2 separate regions of the Hordeum vulgare genome follow, and region 1 is linked to region 2. A link is a contact called in public Hi-C data. All regions are on one chromosome and are shown on one strand. Each heading gives the region's core, a stretch centred on a gene start, on an enhancer-like site or on the middle of the called end of the contact. The rest is flanking DNA. Distances are from core to core; before and after follow the strand shown. Region 1 has its middle 130 kb from the start of LOC123401895. Region 2 has its middle 610 kb from the start of LOC123401895.

The links. Hi-C and Micro-C count contacts between places; a contact is called where the count stands out from the background.
Region 1: a contact with region 2 is called in a Hi-C map of leaf, with 2.7 times the contacts expected there. The contact joins two enhancer-like sites. A contact is called at or near these places in 2 of 6 Hi-C or Micro-C datasets (both in leaf).

The regions. Positions count from the first base shown.
Region 1 is chr6H:89,414,705-89,420,559 of MorexV3_pseudomolecules_assembly, reverse strand. No RefSeq gene overlaps it. Among protein-coding and RNA genes, the nearest start is that of LOC123401895, 130 kb to the left of the region's middle. Within about 2 kb of position 1,344, at least 2 of the 3 cell types and tissues checked have open chromatin away from gene starts, as enhancers often do. A contact at or near this core is called in leaf, where this site is marked.
Region 2 is chr6H:88,933,180-88,939,313 of MorexV3_pseudomolecules_assembly, reverse strand. No RefSeq gene overlaps it. Among protein-coding and RNA genes, the nearest start is that of LOC123401895, 610 kb to the left of the region's middle. Within about 2 kb of position 1,928, at least 1 of the 3 cell types and tissues checked has open chromatin away from gene starts, as enhancers often do. A contact at or near this core is called in leaf, where this site is marked.

The DNA.
Region 1 (5,855 bases), core at 95-2,594, 480 kb before region 2:
AGCTGCGCGACTGTCACGCTGTAGGCCACCCCTACATATTTTAAGGACTACTTTTTTGTTTCTACATATGGATGGGTGTATGCTAAATAAATAGATGTGACAAAAAAATTAAATTTTGTGAGAATGCAGTATTTGTAGATGTGAGAATACAGTCATTTTGTAAATGGACGAACAAATGATTCTAAGGCCCTGTTTGTTTCATAAGTCTTAGGACTTTTTTAAGTCCCAACTTATAAGTCATAAGTCCCTACCTGTTTGTTTACAGGGACTTATAAGTCTCGAGTCCCTACCTGTTTGTTTACAGAGACTTATAAGTCCATGTTGCATCTAATAATACACTTGTTCACATGGATCGTCATCAGCCAACGCGTACGGCACACAGGATAAGCACCGCTGCAACGAGGCTCAGGAGAGGGCCTGTTCGGCGATTGGAGGCACCGCTGTAACGAACCGAGGCAAAACGAACCGAGGCGGGGCGGCGACGGGGCGGCGAACCGAGGCAGAACGAACCGAGGCGTGGCGGCGACCGGAGCGAGAGGCAGGGCGGCGACGGGGCGAGAGGCGGGGCGGCGACGGGGCGGCGACGGGGCGAGAGGCGGGGTGGCGGCGGCGATTGGACCGAGAGGCGGGGCGGCGTGCGGGGAACGAGCCTGGAGCGACGCGGGGTAGGTCCGGCCCGGGATAAGTCTCAATAAGCTCCTCCCTGAGAGTCTTATTTGATAAGTCCCAAATCACCACAATAAGTTCCAATAAGTCCCTTGTGTTTGGTTTAGGTGGGACTTATAGGGACTTTTTTAAGTCCCTAGACCAATAAGTTCATGGAAACAAACACCCTCTAAGTAAATACTCTCTCTGTAGATTAATATAAAAACGTTTAGATCACTATTTTAACTATCTAAATGCTTTTATATTAATTTTCGGAGGTAGTATTTTCTAAAATTTATTGTACCTACAAGACATGTGTATGCAGTGACCTGCATATAAACGCAGGACACGGATGGGAAGGGAGAGACCTGGCAGTCTTGAGTCCTATTGAATGACACGTCGCCACCTCGTTTCGCTGCAAGGGCGAACTTGCAACTCGCCGTTCATTTAATGCGCATGCTTTGTGGATCAATGCCCCGCATGCAGCCTTAAATGACTTGAGTTATCATTTGCTTCCATTTCATTTACTCCATGGTCAATGTTCAGATGCTGAGAATTAATGAAGGCTGGTACAGGCATACGGCACCAAATTGGGCAATATTAAGGCTGACCCGACCCGATTCGAAAATTCTGGATGGGTCGGGCCTAAACTTGTCATGGAATCAGGCTCGGGTCTAAAATTGAAGCCTGTGGTCGGGCCGGGTCGGGCTCGAGCTTAATGGGTACATAATTTAAGCCGTCGTCACACCAGGCCGGCCAGGTTCAGTCGGACTTTTTTAGGTTTGGGCCCAAATTTTAGGCGTGACAGTCAGGCTGGGCCGGGCTTGGGCCTGGTTTTTTTCCGGTCCGGCCCGGTCTATGCCCATGTATAGCTGGTAGTATTTGGGACTAGCAAATATGTTAATGTGACAGACAAGTAAAGAAGAAAAAAAATAGAATAACATAGATAGGTATTATATCATGTTACATATTCTTCTACTACTCCCTACGTTCCTAAATATAAATCTTTTTAGAGATTCCACTAATGGACTACATACAGATGTATATAGACATACTTTAGAATATAGATTCATTCATTTTGCTTCGTATGTAGACCACTAGTCAAATCTCTTAAAAGACTTATATTTAAGAACGGACGGAGTATATGTATGCATGTTAATAAATAAGATTATTTATGATATTAGTTTACAATACTGTGAGTAGCATACAATAGTATCATACTCCCTCCGTTTTTTTTTAGTCTGTATATAAGGTTTGGTCAAAGTCAAGCTTGGTAAAGTTTGACTAACTTTATATTAAAAAATATCAACATTCACAACATGAAATCAATATTATCAGATACATCACGAGATGTATTTTCATACTATATAATTTAAATACGCAGAGAAAAAAAGAAACGGAGAGAGTACTATATGGTACTCCGGAGTCCCCACTATGAGTAGTCTAAGAAACCTTCATTGCTAGTGTGGACTTTCCAGCAGCTTTTAATCTTTAAAATTCGAAAGTGCTAGTAGTACCCATATATATATATACTAGTATGCATGCAGGCGCAATGCGCGTCTTCATGTTGCAGAGTGATTTTGATGAAAATAACTGATGAAAATGACAGAGAAATGATTCAAGACAAATGTTTATTGTGGATTTACTTGAAATCAGCACAAGAAAGCTTCTTGTGTTCTTACGCAATCACTACCAGAGTATGTATTTGCACAAAAAATGACTTATTGCGGAAAATAATAGATTAGCCCACTTTGAAAAACACATTTCTAAATTGATAAAAATATCTAAAAAGATTACATATAAACTCACTTCGGAAAACTCATTTCGGAAATATCAACAAGCTCTAAAATTTATCTTCTAAATAAAAAATATTTTTTTTATCAAATTTTATAACCCTCACATATTTTGTGAAGATGTGTGCTTGAAATTTTGTTTTGTACTTTTCAACATTTTGAAACATCTTTAAAATGCATTTAAAAAGCGGGTTCATATATACCTAAGTTCAGGTGGTGCCTACCCTACCTATTGCTATGTTTCACTATAGCATTTACTACAGCTTCCCACACATAGATGAATGCGAGGCAGTGAGGCCATGTATCCTATGTGCACGCTGCATTGGTTTGATCTGTTTATTTTTATTTCTTATATTTCCACTCTTTCACCTACTGTCAGACCTAGTGGTATGGATCACACTTGTTTCTCGGGCCATGTAGCTCTGCGGGTGTCAGCAGTCAGCGTTGGTAAAACAATTTGTACTGCTCCAGCGATGCAGATATGGCATGGTGACTATTTGCTCCAACCAACTGACATGCAGTGGGGTCTCTTACTCAGTGCTAACCCATCGTTGTTTCTGGAATGACCGAGATAACACTGAATGGTATTGTAGCAGCGAATCCCTGCGCTATAAGCCGTTGGATGGAGCCCAATGGACGGCTAAAAATGCATTTCAATGCCTGAACTCAAACATTCAAAACTCGCACACTATATAAAAGTATAGATATAGATATAGATATAGATATAGATATAGATATAGATATTGTGGTCTTGCTAAGTCTCGGTCAACAGTGTCTTCGTTATATCTTAGTCGATGATATACTCCTTTGATCTTCTATGAAAATTCGTATGATTTTTCTTTCATCTTATACTATGTCACTTGATTGAGAAGTCGACCGAGACATAGCCACTCCCTATATACGTATCACATGGAAGAATACGACGGTTTTGGACGTAAGACAAGTGCGCATTTGTACATCCGTCTTAACACTACAACTAGGAGTAGTCTATTTTGCAACCTTGAACGACATCCATACTGGTTAGAAATTGACAGACTGCAGTGAGACATCCATGCTCCACCGGTAGCTGTTGCATGCAATATACTCTCAGTGTTAGCGTAAAAACATGTTTTTATACTATTATGGAAGGGAGGGAGTATCAAAAAACAGTTCTCAATTAAATGATGGCATACTCAAATATGATTTCCAAACGTCTCCATGCATTAATGGTTATACTCAGGCTCCTACAAGAACAACCATCATACAGACTGTGAGAGAAAGTACACCATACCTGCGATGCTGGCCGGTGCACAGTAGTAGATGTTGCAAGGCTGCTTGCTTGACAGCTGCTGCTGTATGCAGGCTGTGAAGACCTCTTTGCGACCTCTCAACCGAAAAAGCAGAGCGGCACCCGGGCTGCTGCTGCTGCACAGGAGATGCCGTCGTCCGTGTCTTTCACGGAAGAGGCAACTGTTTGACGTGCCTCTTTGTCTGCCTCCTTTGATGCTTACGGCAGAAAATCTCTCCGGCAATTCGGATTTAAGTTGGAAAACGATTTTTTTTTTGTATTTTTCAACCGTAACACCAATTTTAATATGTTACATATGAAATTTGATTAAAAAAATGTGCAGAATCTAAATAGAATGTTATTTTTAGCTGTTGAGTACTTCTTAAATATTATTTTTGGTGCAAACTTAATCTGTAGTGCACGGTCCTTTTTTTCTCTATTTCCGACGACGATATGAATTACAATAAACATCCATTAAATTAAAATCAAATTAAGAGGAAAGAAAACATCGTTAACCACACATGCACATCTTTGAAAAACCTCGTGGGGAGAAACAACATATTTCTCATCTTATTCCATGGACTTGCATTGCTGCCTTGGCATTCGCGGCGATCCCGTTACATAATTTTACACCATGGCACTCGCGGTTTTGGCTTGTATGCGTTGTCAAAATCATGGTTTTGGCTTGTATATACGCGTTGTCAGAATCACGGTTTTGACCATGCCAAAAAAGTAAATTTAGCACAAAATACGCTTATTAAAAAACTATTTCATGATATGACCCTTTTGATTGCTTCATGTCTTGTAATGTTTGTGCTCCACATGAGCAGTTTTGACATGCTTTTCTTCTATCCTTTTTCTACATGAGAGATAAAAATATATAATAGATCTGAACCGTCGCCTCAGCGGGGTCAAACCACACCGTCCGCATTGGCCCGACTCCTATTGTCATATAAAGTGACGGTAGGGTGTGTATGCCTACTGTCACAATGGGTACCGATAGAAAAAAAAAAGCTCAAATCCCTTTTTTTGTACAAACAAGATCATATGGGGCAGAACTATCTTAAAAGGATCAAAAAGGTGAATTTGACCATCGATGACCCCATGAAGAAGAGGCAGTGCAGGGACAACCAGCAGACGTGGCAGGGCACCCATGTCATCCTGTCACCGGTGGGTTCGTCCAAGCACCAACACTGTCCTCTGATCATGAAAGTATGAAAGGCTGCCGCGCGATCTCATCTCCGTGCAGCAAACCTGTTCTCCTCTCTCCAAACCTCATCTCACGCTCATCTGTTTGCTTCCAAACAAGAGCATTAGAGCAACTTCAACCCGCGATCCAAACAAACGGTCTTTTTATTCCTTTTTTTGTTCGTTTTGATCAACCGAATGGAAACGAAAGTTCGCTGCTTTTGGGTCGTCGCATACTTTCAACGTTGGTCTGATCTATTTTGATGTCACGTAAAAAAAGTTGCAAACAATTCTAAAAATAAAAACAAACATAAATTAAACATTAAAATTCAGTTACGAAAGTCGACGAGAGTCCATACGTCTTCATTACATTAATTAAACATAAAAAGCTAAATTACGCGTTACCCTGGGCATCCTCGTCGTCAGACGCCGGAGCTGGTGAGTTCCTTACTACTAATAGTTTTTACTGTTGCTCCTTATTTTGCAAAGCTAACACGAGTGGCAGTGATCTATCATCGTGATCATCATGCACTATCACTTCATTAAATTGCTAAGTTTGTGACGAGTAAGCAGGAAACATGCATGAAATAAAGTACGTACGGGTAGGAAGGAGACGTGGCTACGAAACGCCTCGCACGGCCGTGACAAACTCTGCCGGCCATGCGAGCCTCCTCCTGCGCAGAGATTCTGGAGCTCCGATGCAGACCGTCTGCTGCGACCACGGTCTTTGTCTGTTTTAAACAGAGATTCTGCAGCACGTACGCACGCGTTTGCTTGCCTTCACTAGTAGAAATAAAGGCTTTCGTCCCAGCTTGAAAAACACATTAGTTCCGGTCCTTTATGAACCGGGACTAATGTTAGTATTAGTCCCGGTTCGAGCGGGAAATGCGCCGGTCGGGTATTAGTCCCGGTTCAAATGGGACATTTAGTCCCGGTTCGTGTCTCGAACCGGGACTAAAGGG
Region 2 (6,134 bases), core at 679-3,178:
CAATCAACTGTAGCAACTATTGTTCCTTTTCTTTTGCAGTTGGGATATGCGTCCATGCATGTTAAACAGTTAAGTAGATTTAATCTGTGGCCTAACAATACTTTTGTTAAAGTTGTCAACTAAAAGATGATCTACTTGTGCCAAAAGTGAGGATGCAGATATCATGAATTCATATTGTACAAAATTATTTTTTGTGAGCAATATTCTCTTTTTTCTTATTATTTGATATTTTCATATTGATAATAGCTCCTGAGTTGTTGTTTGATTACCTCTCCCCCTTGGAGAACCATCAGATTTTCATGCATGAACAATCACCATGTGCTTTTATTTTTAGGCATAAGGACTCTAAAATGAATGAAGGAGGAGCTATAGTTCATTAGCGTACAACAGTCATGTTGTGTATAGAGTTTGCAAGGAACCATGTTCATTTCTTACACTTAAATATCTTAGCTTGCACAACTATTTCATATCGTAATACTTAGTGGAATCACTTTTCTTAGCACTCCATGATTTTCATTATGTGAATTTGATTACTATGATGCCAGGTAACTTGACTATTCGGTATCTGTATTTGACATCTGCATCGAATAATTTTTTTTCTAAAGAACACCTTTGAAGTTTAATTACACATAGGATGGGTCACTCCGGTTATCATGGAAACTCAAGTATTTTGCGTTTGCAGTTTACGATCTTTCCCCCCTATAGACATCCTCAAAAGGCTAAGGCAAGTACTTGTACTCTGAATAGATTTGCATAAAAGTGAAACGTTTGTTCAAATGATATTATGTTTTGTAATGGTTGGTTTAGAAAACAGGATTATTGTTAATGGGGAGAAGCGCGGGTACCTGCCACCATTGAGGATGCAGAAGTCTCGGTTCCACTATGCACTGACACGGGTATCGAGTGCATCCGCAATAGGCGGGGACATGAGGGTCGTGTCGTAGCCAGCGAGGATGTTGGTGCCGCCGCCATTTCGGTCGCTCTACAGAACTAGCACTTTTTATATTGCATAGTTTACATGTTTCAGATTACACAGTTTATAATATGTAGAAGTGAAAGTTAGATTCCGATTGCTATCTTCACATTAATTCAATATGTTGTCCACTTTAGATTTGTTCTTTCACATTCCCACAATTTTTCTTTTACCTTAACCCTAGTGGACTTCCTGAAATCTTTACCATAGTTTTGTGATTTCTAAATGGGTTATATTTATTTTGGTCTGATTGAACCTCACATAACATAGTAAAATGATGAGTAATGGGGTCTGTATTAAACTTGACCTTTCGAGAGGCAGAGATCTCATGCTATAGTATTCTATCATTTTTTTAAAATTTCTAGAATATGAATTCAAAATTCAATATTCATGTTAAATTTAATGGGCTGCTTTGATCAAGACGTGTGTTGCACGGGCATGTTTACTAGTTGACTGAAAGAAGAAAATTGGTCCGCGATGAGCACTAGCAGTATAATACAAGAATAATTTTTAAGCAAGGCAAAATAATTTTCATTCCATTGATTAAGGAAGGAGGTTAGACAAGATCTGTAAAATGAGAGGAAAATAAAACTACACTCTTGCTAAGTCTCAGTCGATCGAGACTTCGTTAAATCTCAGTCAATACTATATTCGTGAGATCTTATATTAAGATGAATGATTTTTTTTTCACTTAAATGTTATCTCACTTGATTGAGATTTGGTTAAATCTTAGTCGGCTTGGCCTGGTCAAAAAAATAGAATTGCTCGGTGGCTATGTGGCACCAGGAAAACAATGCAACAGCGACAGGCCAGCAAGAGGTATCTGTCTGTCGCTGTTCTCGCCTTATCCGTATTGCGGCCGCATATGGAAAAAACACCCAGCCCTTGTCCGTCCAGAGAGATTGAGTACGTCTGGTCAGCTAGCCGTGGACACCAAACCAAGAGGAAGCTGGTCCTCCATCTTCGGATTTCCCTGCATGCATTGCTTTCCACTGTCAAATCAGATCTCGCCTCACACTATTCTTGTGGAGGGCACGCAATCCATGATTTCACAGGTCACACCCATAGGATGGCAGTATGTGCAGTTTCTAGTCCATAAATTCGGAACACGATTTTGTATCGTGGGTTGAGAATCATCTGTTCGAATTGAAGGACGAACAACAAAATACATGGAATTGTTTTCTCCTTCTCCACTTTCTTTTGCTCATAGATTTTGCCGCGGATCCGAAAGCAACGCGTACGTACATACAGGATAAAAGCATGATGAATTAATCTGCATTCCAACATAGAAGAAGCAACTGCTCCGTTCTTCTTTCCTGTGACCGTTTCATTCATGTTCCAGTCTTCCAGACGACTAACCCGATTAGCAAATCAACCAAGAACAATGAACTTCATATAGAAAAAACAAGAGCGATTAACATCACATCAACGGGAGACGGGATGGATCGACCTACTTGTCCCCGGCTATTTGTCCCCGGCTGCCAGCGGCGTGCTCGGAGTGCGATTCTTCTCTTCCTACTCCTGGCCGCCCTGGAGATCCTTGTCGACCGCGCGCACGGCGCGGCACAGCGCGTCGTGGCGGGAGGGGTCGGTGCCGAGGCCGGAGGCGGCCGCCAGGACGAGGCCCTCGGCTCGGTCGCAGGACTCGCTGAAGGCGTCGAGGCAGCGGTGGAGGTCCGTGAGCGCTGCCGTGCGCCCGGGCTCGCGGACAACGGCGGCTGCGGCGTCGACCAGCGCGTCGTAAGCGGCCGCCATTGCGTCGACGGTGCTGTCCATGGCGCGCGGCCGGCGGTTAGAGGTTTCTGGGAGCCTGGGCGCGCGGGGATGGCGGTTACGGGCGTCGATCGAGATCGAGTCGTTTGTGTTGAGTCCTCTTCGCTGTTGCACTCTTTGTGCTAGTATGACATGCTCTTTGACAAAGGGAAACGTTTTACAACGTTCTGTCGGTGGCGTGGCTCGCGTTCGATCGTAATAGATGTAGCGTATTTATGTTTTTCTTCAATTTTTTTTTTTTGCCTTATCTTCTTTTCTCCTTCTTCCTCCCTTGGCGACCTCAGAGCGAACGTCGCACCATCTCTGGCGATCCGGCAAAGACTTCACCAACGCGACCCAATCTCGCCCGATGGAACTTTACCGACGGCCGATGCGCCTGACGATGGTAAGCGACGAGATCAAGAGAGATAATGCAAAATGGGGGTGAAAAAGTGCTACTACAGCAATGTCCACGTGCTTAGCTGGGGTGCGTGACGACGATGACCGAGGTGACCGTGGGCTGCAACCACAGCTTTTCCGTTGCCGGTAGCCAGTTGAATCTTTTTCTCATATACGGTTGAAGTTTTCTCTGTCAACATTTGCAGTTTTTTTTGGTTGAAGTGTTTGATTGGAGCTTTTTTTTTACGGTTGAAGCTTTTTTATACATGATTAAAACTTTTTGCATCCATGTTTGAAGCTTTTCTTGAAACGTTTGAAACTTTTTTCGTTTTTGAACAGCGCATGACTAAAGCTCTCTCCAACATCTGATTGAATTTTTTTTCATCTAAGGTTAAAACATTTTGTGTCACTGACTATATCTTTCCCTGATTCGCAGTGTCGATTGATGCTTTTTCATCTAGGGTTGAAGCCTTTTCATCTGGGGGTTCAAGCCTTTTTTCCAGCGTTTGCAACACAGAGGGGTGGGTTGAGATGCGACCGACGAGGTGGAGACCGACGGGCATGAGCAGCGGCGAGTTCGCCGTCAAGCAGTTGCCGTCGCAACCGGAGCTACAACCGTAGCCGCGCGGAGATGCAACCACATGGTGCAAATGTTGCATGGCTGGAGCTGGTGGCGAGGATGGCGGCGATGGCCTTGCTCGGCGACACAGGATGGACGACGAGGGCGGCAACCGGCGACGGGCGACGGTGAAGCAAGATGAGAACGTGAGCCGAGGTGGTCGGCACGTGCTGGGGCGGCGCTCTCCTCCCTCTCCCTTTCATATCACGCGCGAGGTTGAGCATAAGGTGACGAGAGGATGGGGATAGATCTGACGGCCAAGGGTGGCCAAATCCGACGGACGGGGTGTGACCGGCCCAAATTTGGGCCGGCATGCCGGCGCAGATCACTCCCCTTATAGTAAGTTGTAGACTCGAGTTTTGAATTTCACTGCTACGTAAGGGAGTTGTTAGGCTCTCGCGAGCCTCCCGGCTACTTCCTGGGCAAACAACGGGGAGGGGGGTCGCCGACGCCCGTAGCTGGGGGCCCTGCCACCACATCTCCTTCCGACTTAGGCCCTGTTTGGAACCATAATAGATTATGATAATCTGGATTACGAAGATAAATTATATGATCTGGTTTATAAAAATAATCTAGGTGAACATGTTTGGAGGCCAGATTATATAAACTGTAATCTAGGTTTTACATTGCATAATGACCTGTCTACCCTCTGTTTTATTTTAAAAGAGGAGGGTAGCGGTGGTAGAAATGTTATTATCTCCAACTTTACAAGGGTAATGGGTCATTAGCAATCCATAAACTGATTTTAGCTGGTATAGAGTAGATTATGAGTTTTTAATAATCTATCCATCTAGTTTTTATAATCTACACTATAAGTTATCTTGTTTGATAACATAATAGATTATAAAAACTGGATTATATAATCTAGGTGCACTAGTGGAGAAAGGGGTATTAGAACCGGTTGGTAAGGGCCTTTGGACCCGGATACACATCCGGTGCTACGTATCCGGGACTAAAGGCCCCCCCCTTTAGCACCGGTCTCTTACAAACCGGTGCTAAAGGCCTCCACGTGGGCGCCGAAGAGTGCGCGCAGGCGGAGGACCTTTAGAACTGGTTGGTAACACCAACCGGTCCTAATGCTTTTTTTTCTTTTTTTTTTCCTTTTCTTTTCAGGGTTTCCGATTCCGTATTTCGGTGTTTCCGTGTTCCGTATTTTCAGGGTTTCCGTTTACGTGTTTCCGGTTCCGTATTTCTGTTTACGTCTTTCCGATTCTGTGTTTCTGATTCCGTGTGTCCGTGTTCCGTTTTTTACAAACACGGAATCGGAAACACGTAATCGGAAACACGTATCCGGAAACACCTATTCCGTGTTTGCGGTTAAGTGTTTCCGATTCCGTGTTTGCGGTTAAATGTTGATGCACCAAATAAAAGTACATATATACATGTAACACGAAGTACTGGACCGATTATCATTACATAATTTGAAGTTCGTTTCCTATAGCTGTATACTTGCATAGAGAAGGGAGCTGGCTATTGGTTCATAGGATGGAAAAATTCTCCGCCTTCATCTATGACTTGCGTGAGGAGAAATCCTGCCAATTCCTCTGCAACTGCCTTGCAACGTTGGATTGGTCTGAGCATCGCCCGCTTTCGTTGCAGCTTTAAAAGAAGTAGATGAAAACAATTAAGTTATGAACAAAACTAAACATAATTAATGGCAACATAAATAAAGTTGTGAAGATCCGGTTACGTACCTCTAGATTTCTGGAAGTATGGGATTTCTCATTGATAATCCTGTGAATGTACTCGCAAACGTAGTATCCACAATAATTAGTGCCCGGTGGTTGTTGCGGGACGCCCTATATACGAGAACATAATTCAGTCAAATTAATAATAATCGAGAGAATGGTAATGGTATTGAAACCAGGGTACGTAGTACTACTTACTTTGTTAATCTGAAAGTGGAGCTTGTCTGTCCATGTACCGGGTTCTTCCTTGATGAACATTTGCCAAACCCTGGCCGACAAAGAAAAATGAATACAAGAGTTAATTATTACTTACTTGATATCAGGAAATGAACGAAAAAGAGGCCGATGAACGAAAGAGGCCGATATATATATACCTTTGAAGCATCTGACGCGCGCTCTTCCATGTGTCAGCGTCCCAGGTTAACGGGTCCCAGACTTCAACTTGTCCTTGATCGATTCTAATGATGAACAATATGAAGTGGGACCTGCGCACGTGTACACACGCAGTCATGCATACTCATCAATTACACTTAACATCAGGTAAGCAAAATGGAATGTGTAGAAGACAGTAACACTCACTTGAATCCGTAGGGCCAAAGTATTTCTTTTTTGGTACTTTGTCGCTTCAAAAACCTTAGCAAATCATCCGGTGTATCCTTGTTGAACTTTTCTATTGTCTCTTGATGAAACGAATACGGGTCAA